Linked DNA regions of Mus musculus: region 2 is linked to region 1. The links are chromatin contacts, called in public ChIA-PET maps. All regions are on one chromosome and are shown on one strand. Each heading gives the region's core, a stretch centred on a gene start, on an enhancer-like site or on the middle of the called end of the contact. The rest is flanking DNA. Distances are from core to core; before and after follow the strand shown. Region 1 has its middle 33 kb from the start of Gch1. Region 2 holds the start of Gch1 (GTP cyclohydrolase 1).

Evidence for each region. ChIA-PET counts read pairs in DNA pulled down with a chosen protein or histone mark.
Region 2: an H3K27ac ChIA-PET map of liver shows a contact between it and region 1, with 3 times the contacts expected there. The contact joins the promoter of Gch1 here to the enhancer-like site in region 1. A contact is called at or near these places in 1 of 39 promoter capture datasets (liver), 14 of 484 Hi-C or Micro-C datasets (DN2 thymocytes, the G1E-ER4 cell line, bone marrow-derived DN3 thymocytes and 4 more), 8 of 115 datasets of contacts at active chromatin or transcription factors (the 230-238 cell line, bone marrow-derived macrophages, double positive thymocytes and 4 more) and 3 of 9 other capture datasets (adipose tissue, liver and pancreatic islet).

What each region holds. Positions count from the first base shown.
Region 1 is chr14:47,219,292-47,225,759 of GRCm38.p6, forward strand. No RefSeq gene overlaps it. Among named protein-coding and RNA genes, the nearest start is that of Gch1, 33 kb to the left of the region's middle. Within about 2 kb of position 3,775, at least 23 of the 459 cell types and tissues checked have an H3K27ac peak or open chromatin away from gene starts, as enhancers often do. A contact at or near this core is called in DN2 thymocytes, double positive thymocytes, hepatocytes and 1 more, where this site is marked.
Region 2 is chr14:47,184,154-47,190,942 of GRCm38.p6, forward strand. Gch1 (GTP cyclohydrolase 1) reads right to left here and starts at 5,260. Exons shown (of 6, transcript NM_008102.4): 1 at 4,799-5,260. The coding sequence starts at 5,114.

The DNA of each region.
Region 1 (6,468 bases), core at 2,525-5,024:
CAGTCCAATAGGAGGGGAGTATCAGGGGACTCCCCCATGGTGTACATTGGCGTCATAGAAAAGCCCCCAAATGAAAGACCTGATTCTTGGGTCAGAAGCCACTTTATTGGCTCCTCCAGTAAGGTATATGTTAGGAGTGATCAGCAGCATCAGGAGCACACACATGTTCATGAGATAAATATGCAGGATAGAAGCGGGGCGGTGGTGGTGCACGCCTTTAATCCCAGCACTTGGGAGGCAGAGGCAAGCAGATTTCTGAGTTCGAGGACAGCCTGGTCTACAGAGTGAGTTCCAGGACAGCCAGGGCTACACAGAGAAACCCTGTCTCAAAAACAAACAAACAAACAATATATATTTATATATGTGTGTGTGTGTGTGTGTGTGTGTGTGTGTGTGTAAAAATGAAAAAAAAAATGCAGGACAGACCTGAGAAGTAGAGGAACCAGCCTTAGGATAAAACTGAGGAAGCCACCTTCAAAAATCATACCCAGACTAACCTAGACTGTGCCCCATGATTGGGCATAGAACGCTGTGATTTCAGGCTGAGTGGAAGGCCCCACGGACTTAAGAAACAGCAATTCAAGGGAAAGGCAAGTAGAATTTTTTTCTGATGCTCTGGCTGGATTCATGTTTCATAATTATAGTGTCTCAATTTGTAAATACTTAGAAAACAAGATAATTTAACTGATGAAAACTCGGACTTATAGCTCCCTTAATGGGGAACATTTGGATATTCCCAATTTTTCTTGTTTTGAGGCAGGGTTTCTCTGTGTAGCCTTGGCTGTCCTGGAACTCACTTCGTAGACCAGGCTGGCCTATAACTCAGAGATCTGCCTGCTTCTGCCTCCCAAGTGCTGAGGTTGAAGGCATGCACCACCATCATGTGGGATAGTCCTAATTTTTTTTTAATCCACTAGATATTTGGACACAGACACACAGAGACACACAGAGACACAGACACACACCCATAATTTGTGACTGGGTGTGTCTAAATTTAGATGCAATAGAAAGTGTTTTAAAACCTACAGTGAATTGCTAAAATGACTAAACCCTGTGATAAGGTGGGAAGGAGGGCAGGGCACGGTGCTGCATGCCTTTAATCTTAGCATTTGGCAAGCAGAAGCCTACAGGTTCAAAGTCAGCCAGGTCAACATAGTGAGCTCCAAGTTTCATAAGAGTGGCCTTGTTCAAACAACTAGAAAGAGACAGAGACACAGAGAGAGTGAAAACAGAGACAGAGAAAAGTGGGGAAGAAAACTCAAGGGAGGCTTTTCCAGGTTGGTGGACATAGAAATCTCTGCTCTGCTCATTAAAGGGCTACCTCTGATGAGAAAAGAAGTTGGGTTAAAAGGACTTAATTGGGCAACTATGTGTTGATAGTGTGGCTTTTTAGTTCATCACTTAAAACCTCGTAGCGGTGGCTGAGGATATAGCTCAGCGGGTGAGAGTGCTGGTTGCACAAACATGGGGATCAGAATCCATTGCCCCAGAGCACCACAGAAGGCCAGGTGCGAGCCCAGGGGATGAGATGGGGAAGAGGGGAGGACTGACGTCACCTGATTGCCATCAGCCTCGCCCCAGATTCAGTGAGAGACCCTGTCTCAAGGGTCTGAGGAAGCAGAGCAAGCAGCACACGTGACATGTCTATGCCACCCCCACCCCCACCCCCAACAGATTTGCAAAGGAAAAAGGTAACATCAGTTTAACTGAGTTGAGAGAGAGATGGGAAATTATACACTAGAATCAAGCAGCTCATTGACGGTCAAGAGTACCAGGAACAGGCTGGAGAGGTGGCTCAGTGGTTAAGAGCTCTGACTGCTCTTCCAGAGGACCCTGGTTCGAGTCCCAGCACCGAAAGGAGAGCTCACACAAGTCTGAAACATCAGCCCCAGGGTATTCGATGTCGTCTTCTGGCCTCCTCGGTCATTAGGCCCGCTTGTAGTGTACGGATACACAGGCAAGACACTCCTACACATAAAATAAGTAATCGACTTGCAAAAGAGGGTTTCAGCAACTGACAGACACTGCCTACAATTCCTTTCTGAAAGTCATTGGGGAAAAAAAAAAGCATCAAAACAGCTAATAGTCATGGTCAAAGTAAAAAAACCTGTCCCATCTGTCAATCTGAATGACAGACAATATCCAGAAGTCCTTACAATTTTATTTATAATGAAAAGAGAGTCTGGGTTTATTTCCTGTAGCCCTGGCTGGCCTGGAAACTCACGAGGTAGTCCAGGTGTGAGAGCCAAAGTTCTGTTTTAATTCCTGTGCCTAAGAGATCCATGAAACAAATATGTCTCTAGACCAAATACTAGAACAAATACTCCCTGAAACGCTGGAGACTAATGTTTATGGGAGATACACGTTCTCACTCCCCTAAGCAAGTTTGCTTGACCCAACTACACTAGATGTGCTTGGTCACGTGTGGGCGGGAGGTACACGAGCAGAAAATACATCAGGATGTATGCTCGCTGCTGATTGGATGGAAGCTCGCCGCTGATTGGATGTAAGCAGGAGGTGTCCCTGATTGGTTCTGATCGAAATATGGTGGCTTTGTGGGGTTGCCTTCGTAAGCCTTTGCAAGGCGTGACTGGTGGCTATTTTCTGGAAACCCAGAGATGGACTGAGCCAGAGAGTCTCTCAACCTGGCTATTATTTGATTAAAGCTTGCTTCAAATTTGGCTTTAAATTGTACTCTCCACCGGTGGGATTAACCCAGGCTACAATCCTCTCACGGACTCAGCTCGGTATGTGCTGAGGTTTGACATGGGCTACCATACCCACCTTCAGTGGGAAAAAAACTTAAGAGAAATAAGTAAACTGGCTCGTTTTTCTTATACTTAAAATTTTTAAACTTCAGTTCTAAACTGCCTGACGCTGCACAGCCGGCAGCTCCACCCTCCTTGTGCCAATTATACAACCTGAAAACTGACAGATGAATTTAAATGAGAAAGCTGTACAATATTTGTTTTCTATTTTTTGCATGTTTGTGTGTATTGTCTACTCATGTTTGCATATTGTTTACATGGAACAAAATTGACTTAGAAACAATTAGGCATTCATTACTTAGAAACACAAGCTTGTGCAGGGTATGGTGCCCTGTTTGTTATTCCAGCTCTTAAGAGGATGGAGGCAGAAGGATCAGATATTTAAACGCATCCTTAGCTACAGAGAAAGTCTCAACCCATGATCCCTACCTTAAAATGTCCTGTTTAGCTGCTGCTGCTTCTTCTTCTTCTCCTTCTTCTCCTTCTTCTTCTTCTTCTTCTTCTTCTTCTTCTTCTTCTTCTTCTTCTTCTTCTTCTTCTTCTTCTTCTTCTTCTTCTTCTTCTTCTTCTTCTTCTTCTCCTTCTCCTTCTCCTTCTCCTTCTCCTTCTCCTTCTCCTTCTCCTTCTCCTTCTCCTTCTCCTTCTTTTCTTTTCTGTGTAGCCCTGGCAACTTGGATGAAATGCTAAGTAGATAAGCTTCGTTTAATGGAGCTGGAGAGATAAACTCATTGGTCAAGAGCACTTGCTGCTCTTGCAAAAGACTTGGCTTTGGTTCCCAGCACCTATTCTGAGTGGCTCTCAGCCACCCATAGTGCAGGCCTCAAACAGATCTGGTGCCTCTGCCCCCATAGGTACTGCTCTCATGTGCACATGCCCAGACACACAGACTCTCCCACACACATGCTTCAAAAAAACGACATTTTATAAGGGACTTGTTTATTATTGTTTGTTTCATTGAATGTGCCGGTGCACGCCTGTGACCTCAACATCTGAAACAGGCTGGGCCAGAGGGATCCTGAGTTTGAAAGTCAGCCTGAGCTATACAGCAAGACTTTGTCTCAAAACAATTGCGCGAAGACCCTTTGAAGTGGTGAGAATATGCAGCTGTTGAGCGCTTATCAAGCCCCCTCAGAGCATCACAGAAGTGGGAGCAGAGAGAATGAGAGAGGTGGGTGCTGTGGAACTGTCTGACAGGGCATGACAGGGCAGATGAACTCTGAACCCACAGCAGCGGTGTTTATCCCCACAAGACCTGCAACAAGATCTGGCTCATTAGCATCCCATCATAGAGAGGGGAGGAGCTCACGAGGCCCCGCCCCTCCCTGAGAATTTGTAAGAGGTTAACCATTACTGGAGGAGAGACATTTTCTTTAGCCGTGTCCCTACTGGCAAAGTGACCAAATGTCCATACATAACTGGTTGGTCAGTCATCACACTATAAGTCTAGTTACATTCATTGTGTTACAAGGGGAAAAGAAAAACAAAACATGAAAAGTGTTAGGTCTCAAAGAAACCCAGGACAAATGGCTGATAGGCATACACATGCACATAGATGCATAAGCATACATAAATAAAATATTTTTGAAAACCCCATTAATATTTACAATAAATATATTCTGATTACAGCTTTTAAAACTATGTGTGTTTGTTCAGGTTACATGTGTGAGTGTATGTAGGTGATTTTAAAAACCATCATATGACATACAAAATTTCTATGTGTAACTTTACAGAGTGCTTGTTAAATAAAGACTGATAAAATATATATATATATATATATGTTGTAGAAAAAATGTTTCATCAGGGTTAGTTTTGTTTAATGTCTCAACATACACATGACCACCTTGAACAATTGTTAAGAATGTGTAAATTGGGTAAAGATAGATGACAAAATATTTATTTATTTCACTTGGTATCACAAACCTATTTGAATAACCTGAAATCTTAAGGTTATATAATACTAAATCTGGTAATAATTATGAAATGTCTAGATTATTTCTAAAAATAAACCGGGAAGTAGTGGCCTGCATCTTTAATCCCAGCACTCTGGAGACCGGCGATCTCTGAATTCAAGGCCAGCCTGGTCTACAGATCAAGTTCCAGGGCAGCCAGGGCTACACAGAGAAACCCTGTCTGGAAAAACCAAACCAAAAAGCATCAGTTATTAAGCATGAGTTTGAGGTCTACAAACCACGGCCTTTTATCCTTATAGGACATAAGGAAAAATGCTAACCATATCTGGATCGGTTTCCACCCCTAAAACTGTGTTGTGGGGGCTGGTAAGAGAGAGCTTAGCAAGCAAAGCCCAGACTCCTGAGTTCCAGCTGACTCCACCAGGATGCCTGAGCCTCCACATACGCACCATGGCATGGACACGCCCCTATCATTAAAAAAAAAAAATCAATGTCTTAGAATCACTTTCTAAAAGCTGTATTATAAGAAAAGCATACTTCTATAAAAAGTACCAACCTACATAATAACTAAGGTCTGAGAACACTGCCTAACAGGAAGGGAAATAGCTTAGAATAAAGAAAAACAAAACCAACTCTGTTGGAACAGGAAGATGTGTGGAGGGGGGGGGGAAAGCCCTTTTTTGTCCTAAAGATGACAGTGGTTCTCAAGCAGGCATGAGGTCTGGGCCAGAGCCAAGGACTGGCTCAACCCGAGAACCGTTTAGGAAGCTGCAAACAGATTTTTAAGTGGAACAGGATTTTTTGAAAGATCAAGTGTAAGTGGGATCAAGCTGATGAAATTATTTACAGATTTTCTTACACACTGAGCAAAACTGGAGTTTGATCAATCCCCTGTGCTTAAGCAATAGAGTTCATGAAGCCCTGACCTGCTCGTGGCAGGAGCATGTGAGTTTTCTCCACTTTCTAGTCCACTCGCCTGAAGCCGAAGAGCCCATCTTTGTGCTTTGTGGGTTTTTGTTTTTGTTTTTTAAATGTTTTTGGAGGGGAGTGTGGAGAGATGGCCCAGCCTAGCTGCTCTTCCAGAGGACCCCGGTTCAATTCCCAGCACCCACCAGGCAGCTGACAGCCATGGATAACTCGAGTCCAGTCCCAAACAATCTAGCGCCCTCTTCTGGCCTCTGAAGGCACTGCATATATGTGTATATGGGTTGCACTGATACATACCAAAAAAAAAAAAAAATCGTAGATATAAAATAAAGGTTGGCCTAGTCGGTCATCAAAGGCCCTTGGTCCTGTGAAGGTTCTATGCCCCAGTGTAGGGAATGCTAGGGCCAGGAAGGAGTGGATGGGTTGGTGAGCAGCGGGGAGGGGGAGGGGGAGGGATGAGGGGGTTTTCCGAGGGGAAACCAGGAAAGGGGATAACATTTGAAATGTAAATAAAGAAAATATCTAATAAAAATTACTTTAAAACTCTAACATCTAATGTATAATATATAAAACCTATTATAATATCCATGTGAAGATAATTATTACATGGTCACTAATGATTGCATTTGTAAATTAAACCTATCCCGAATGTGAAAAACATAACCCGAATCCAAATTCCCTTCCGTTGTTAAACAAAACTAACTACCTCAAAAAAATAAATAAAGGTTCATTTTTTTTAGAAAGATACAAGTCTTAACCACAATGTAGTCTACAGTTTCCTAAAGGGAAGGAAGAAAGAGAGAAAAGAAGGAAGGAAGGAAGGAAGGAAGGAAGGAAGGAAGGAAGGAAGGAAGGAAGGAAGG
Region 2 (6,789 bases), core at 4,010-6,509, 34 kb before region 1:
GTATAGCTTGAGCATAGGAGACCTCAATGCCTGCCCCATAGTGATCCACTTCCTATTAAGGCCATGCCTCTTAGTAGCGCCTTTTCTATGGGCCAAGCATTCAAACACAAGTTTATGAGGGCTATACCTATTCCAACCACCATATTTCACTCCCTGGCCCCCATAGACTTGTAGCCATGACATAATGCAAAATGTATTTAGTCCAACTTTAAAAGTCCCCATGGTCCCCAGGTTCAACAGTATTTAAAAGTCCAAAGTTCAAAGTCTCATCTGAGATTCATGAAATCTCGTAACTGTAACCCCCTTTAAAATCACAATAAAAAAGCAGATCACACACTTCCAAGAGGGAGAAGCAGCATGCTGCTGTCAACAAAGCTAAAAAGAATTGGAGATCTGGAGAGCTGACAGACAGACATGGAGATGCAGTTTTGAGTTTATCCGGTATTTCCTCATCATGTTCCTTTCTGCATTTCTGGAATGGCAATTATATCCTGCACCACTATATGCTGGAACTATGTGGGAAAGACCCTACTTCCATCTTGTGAAAAGGAATTAAAAGAACAGTTTAGGTCAAGGTGTGGTTGTAAACACCTTTAATCCCAGAGGCATGCAGATCTTTGGGTTCAAGGTCAGACTGGTGTACAGAACAGGTTCCAGGACAGGCAAACTAGACAGAAAGTTGGTTTAGATGCTATTAAGAGAGTGGGCCATGTTCCAATCCCAGAAAGCAGCAGAACTTGGCAGCTTCAGCCACACAGTTCTGGCTTTAGAGTCAATGATAGAAGGGGTTATGGAATTGCCCTCCACAACTAAGAAAAGCCACTGAGGCCAGGTGTGTGGCAGGGGTGTCCCTGCAAGGAGGCCAAGAGAGGCCACTGTGGGAAGCTGTGAAGGTGAAGCCTAGATTGCCTTGGAAACCTCAAGAGGTTAGAGATGCCAAGAGTCCTAGGATACACACTGAGGAAAGCTGCTAGCCCACAAGCTACAGTAGTGACAACCAGAGGGAGACTTAGTATGCAGGCAGCCCTGTCACAGATGACCAGAGTCACTCCCATGGAAAGACAGGCACTGGAAAGAGGAGAAAGGTGTGACAGGGAAAAAGGTGGAAAAGTGACAAACTTCCCAGGGGCAAGAAATGAACAGAATCCAGAAGCGAAGGGAAAACATGCAGAGTATCAAGTAATTAAATAATTTCTGCCATAAGTCAACAAAGAATTAATAAAGCACCAGGCAAACAAACAATATAAATACCTATGTTTGTCCACAAGCTTTTAAAAAAAAAATATCAGGCTCTCTAGGGCTGGCTCAGCTTACATATAGGATCTGGTGGAATGGCAGCACCCACGTGCTGGGTCACACGTCTGTAACTCCAGTTTCAAGGGATCTGATGCCTTCCTCTAGCCTCCGAGGGCCCCTGTGTACATGTGGTGTACATATGTACAGGAAGACAAAACACTCATACTGTGAAATAAAAAAATAACTTTATGGAAATTATTATGAAATTGTTACTTTTTTTGAAAAATTAGGGTTTTTTGTTTTGGTTTGGTTTTTGGTTTTTTTAAGACAGGGTTTCTCTGTGTAGCCCTGGCTGTCCTGGAACTCACTCTGTAGACAAGGCTGACCTGGAACTCAGAAATTCGCCTGCCTCTGCCTCCCAAGTGCTGGGATTAAAGGCGTGGGCCACCATGCCTGGCCAGGTTTGGTTTTTTATCAAGAATCCAGCATGGATGGGGAGAGGCTCACAAGCCCCACACCTAAGTCTCTTATCTCAGTTGATGGCTTCTTGGGAGAGTCGGTTTCTTTAAGGATGTTACTCCCAGCAGGCCAAACAGTCCAGTGGATGGCCACATAACCATGAACATATGGACGCCATAGGTTTCGCAAATTTACATTTATAAATATACATTTATTAAAACATAAATATAAAAATTTAAAGGCAGAAAGTTGGGAAGGGGAGGGCAGGAAGGAAGAGTGGGGCACAGAAGGATAAAAGAAAATTAGGAGGGGTGAGGCGGAAATCTGATCTAAATACATTGTATATATGAATGGAATTCTTTGTTGTTTCTGTGTAGCCCTGGCAGTCCTTGGAACTCACTCCCTAGACCAGGCTGGCCTCGAACTCAGATCTGCAAGCCTCTGGTGGGATAAAAGGTGTGCTGCTGCTCTCACCACTCAGGTATGAATAGAATTCTTAAACTAATAAAAACATATTTAAAACTAAACATTTAGGGGAGAGATGGTTCAGTGGTTAAGAGCACTGGGTGTTCTTCCAGAAGATCTGGGTTCAATTCCCAGCACCTATGTGGCAGCTCACAACTGCAATTCCAAGAGATCCAATCCCACATACAGACATACATGGAGGCAAAATACAAATGCATATGAAATAAAAATAAATACAAGTTATACAAAAATTAGGTTATTAAACATTTAATCTTTACTATACTTTATTACATGTGACAAGTTGATCTTACTCAGTCCACACCTCTCTCTGTCCACATGCCTGGTAGAAAAATGCACTGATTCATCTTGCTCTATTGCAACATAAGGAAGTGTCTACCAACCAGCGGCTAGACTACCTGCTTCCCACCATGTGTAACGTCCCACTTAGCTTCCTCATGTGGATAAAAGAATGACACTTCATGTCAAAGTTCAGGGTTACCCAAGGCCATTCCATTGAGGCAGCCACAGAGTAGCTCACACCTTTAAACTCTTCATTCCAGAGGCAGAGGCAGGCAGATCTCCTAGTTCTAGACTAGTCTGGTTTACCTATATATCTGGCTCCATGCCAGCAAAAACTATATTTAAAAAAAAAAAAAAAGCCAGGTGTGGTGGCACAAGCCTTTAGTCCCAGCACTCGGGAGGCAGAGGCAGGCAGATTTCTGAGTTCGAGGCCAGCCTGGTCTACAAAGTGAGTTCCAGGACAGCCAGGGATACACAGAGAAACCCTGTCTCGGAAACATACACATACACACACACACACTCAATTGATGGCAATCAAAAAAATGTTCAAATAATCAATGACTTTTATTGTGGTAGAATATCTATAAAATTCTTCATCTTAACCGTTTGTAAAGCATACAGTTCAGCAGTAATCACGATGCTATGTAACTAGCACCTCTGTCTAATTTCTATCACTAGAAAAGGAAACTCCATAGCCATTAAGCTGTCACTCACTAGCCCTGTCTTCTCAGCTGACAGACAAATCCTGTCTCTAGGTCAATGGACTTCCTATGAATAAATTGGAGTGGGGGCTGCTTTGGAGTCCTTAGACTCCTTTAGCTGAATCTCAGCTCCTGAGTAAGCCTGTGACAATCATTCTCAAAGCAGGCTAGAAGCTCCTCTCCCTGGGAGTAATGAGATGGGCAGGAGGGAGGGGCTCAGCTGAAGGATGCCAGTGAGGACCACCTTTTACGTCTAAAAGAGGCAGAGTGAACAAGGCTCTGTCAAGACACTCCTCCTGGTTACACCCTGGACAGTCAAACACACTAACACTCCCAGATATTGAACTCTCAGAAAAAAAATCTCAGTGACTATTTGTTCTTCAGTTTTTGCATTTTCAAACTCTGCTTTTGAGATCCAAACTTTCATCATCAAATAAGTGTAAAATGGTGAAACTCAGACTCAGAACTAGATCTGGGCCCACTTCCTCGAATTATTAGGAAGTAGTTTCGTTTCCTTTGGGGCCCCACCCTTCTCAGGCTCTGATCTCCCACCCTTCCTTTGAGGTCGAGGAAGGTTTGGCAGAAATAATTGTTCTTTCTAGGACGGGTCCCCATGCTCTCAATGCCTTCAGGAACAGACAGGATTACTACCTTTCAAAGCAGTGTGGTTTGTTTTTGGTTTTTTGTTTTTTCCGTGTGTAATGGTGGAGGCAAAGACACACGTCACAGAGATGCCCAGATGTAAACTGGAAATGAGGCCTTTGAACTCAGCCAAAGGAACCAGAGCTTCTTTTTTATAAAGGCCAACACTGCTTAACCAAATAGGCAGCAAGGCCCTGCTTTCCACTTCCTCTTCACCCTGCCTCTGTACCCACAGCAACTGCCTCGTCACTGGCTGGGAAAGACTTGATGCCAGCAGGCTCAGACTGTGGATTTTAGGCGGCGGGGGTGGAGGTGGGTGGCTAGGAGGGCAAAAGCACGGAATCCCAGGTCCAGTGAACTTCAACCATCAGAGTATCAGCGCGGGGGTGGGGTGGAGTGTCCCTTTATTCTTTGAGGGAGCAAACATTAAAGACTTTCAGCAATAATGCTAGCTCAAGAAAAGTCCACACCTCAAACTGCTAGGAAGTCCGAATCCAGAATTGTGCCAAATTTTGGTGTAAAGTCCTAAGCTAGAGTAGTTGGATGCAAATTCCAGTTCTCTGAAGTTCCCTACCCCATTACAAGTACCTAACTTTACTTGGCTCACGGGGTGTAACGGAAACCTGGCTTCACCCAAAAGCAAGACGCGTCCCATCAACAAGTGTCCACGGGATCCTTGCGGGGGGGGGGGGGAACGGTGGATGCTGCACGTGCCTAATCGCGTTCTGAGCGCTGGGGTAAGAGGGTCTCACATCCCTTCCCGCCCCGGAGTTCAGTGTAGTGGCTATGCATTCACCCTCCCCAGAGCCCTGAGTGCCAGCCAGGAGGGACCCTCGCCTCCGCCAGGTGGAGGCTCTGGGGCCACAGCTGGGACCGGGACCTGACAACTTGGCTCCCTGCGCCAAAAGTGAAGCAACTCGGGAAAGTTCCCGGAGCTGCCCACGCTTCCTGAAGCCGCCTCCTGGCGCCCAGCACACCCCGGCGCACGCACGGACCTGAGATGGTCTCCTGGTATCCCTTGGTGAAGTACTGCATGGCGGTGGCCGCCCTCCAGGGCGTCTTGAGCAGCCCCTGCCGCTGGGGGTCCTCGCCCAGCGAGAGCAGAATGGACGAGTAAGCGGCCGCCAGTTTGGGGAGGTTCACCTGGTTTTCCTCCTCGCTGCGGTGCCGCCCTGCCTTCCAGGCGTCGGCCGGCTGTGCGCCCTTGGCCTCGGGCGGCCGGGACTTCTCGGCAGGCGGGCTGGCCCCGGGCCGCGGCAGCTCCCGCTCGGAGAACCCATTGGTGCACCTGACTCCCCGCGGCTTCTCCATGGACCCGGCGCGACCGCTCCCGAGACACCCTAGGGTGCTAACAAGCGCTGCGGCTCAGCTTAGCCGGCGGCCGTAACCTGTGGCCGTCACCCGGACTGGGGCTCAGCACCTAGGGACACTCTCGGAGTCTAGGGCAGTCGCCGGCTGGGGAGCCCCGCCGCGCCTCTCTTTTTATGGCAGGGCGACTCGGCCGGCGCCGCGAGATATTTTCATTGGCCGGAGCCTCTTGCGTCATGGATCTCTCCCCGCCCCTGAGCCCCGCCCTCCTGGGTGGCCCCTAAACCCCCGCAGTTACACAAGACAAGCTTCTGGTTAGACCCCCTCGACTTATAAAAGGAAGAACTGAGTCTACAAAAAGCCAAGAATCCGGGGAGCTGGAACCTCCGAGATAGAAACACCGATTCTCCCTCACTTTCCACCGGAAAAGGGGGCGTGTTCGCAAAAATGCTGTGGTCTAGTTGCCCTGAGAAAGATGAGCTAACTAACAGGTGACCTTGCTGGGGCAGGCAGGGTGGAGCAAATATTCTGGTGATAAGCAACCTTGTGCTCTTTTTTAAATATTTTTTTTCTTTTTAGCTTTTTTTTTTCCGAGATTACAATAATTTCCTGTCTGTTTTCCCTTTCTTCCTTCCAAACCTTCCCAAATACCTTCACCCCGCCCCCCCCCACACCTTGTTCTCTTTTACATTCAGTCTCTTTTTTTAACAGTTCTTATGTATGTATGTATGTGTGTTTCTAAATATATAAATACAACTTGCTCAGTCTGGTTAATGTCTCTTGTGTGTATACATTTTCGGGGCTAATCTGGTATTGGTGTTCTCTGTCCTAGGGAAGATTACCTCAGTCTAAGCATTCCTCGGTCACCTGTGGCTCTTTGTCTAGGGTGAGGGCTCACGAGTCGTTGTCCCACACACCCTCACCCCCATCCTTGTTTATACTTCTACTGGAGTCATTCTTTTTTTTGTTTTTTTTTTTTTTGTTTTTTTTTTTTGTTTTTTCGAGACAGGGTTTCTCTGTATAGCCCTGGCTGTCCTGGAGCTCACTTTGTAGACCAGGTTGGCCTCGAACTCAGAAATCCACCTGCCTCTGCCTCCCAAGTGCTGGGTGTCATTCTTTTGTTGTGCTTTGTTTTACTTTTTGAGACCAAGTCTCACAGTGCAGCTCTGTCTGGCCTGGAGTTCTCTATGTCGACCACCAGGAAGGCCTTTAATTCAAATGATCTGCCTGCCTCACACTTCCAAACGGTGGGATTAAAAGCATGAGCCCTGCCTCTCTCCTGCTTTAAAGACTGGAGAAGTTGTGACTTGAAAATTGTTCAGTCGTTTAAAATGTATACAACACACACACCTGCCACTCTAGAAAACCCTCTGGCCTCTCTCAAGGCATGAGTTATGGTGCATGGCACTCACCGGAGTCCCCTATGCCTAGGGAGATAATAATATTTGTGAGCTGCCAGATCGCTGCTCTGCTGTTTTAACCTGCTCTGACCTTATCTTTCACAATGACTAGGGGAAGCTTGTTTTCTTTCATTACCCTGAATTTGGTGATCAGCAAGAGGACTAGGGCAGCTAGCTACACCCTCTAGCCGGACAGTGTGTACTCTGCCAAGAACTGGTCCTTGGCAAACCAACCACTGACAAGAGGGGTGCTAGAGTAATGGCTCGGCAGTTAAGAG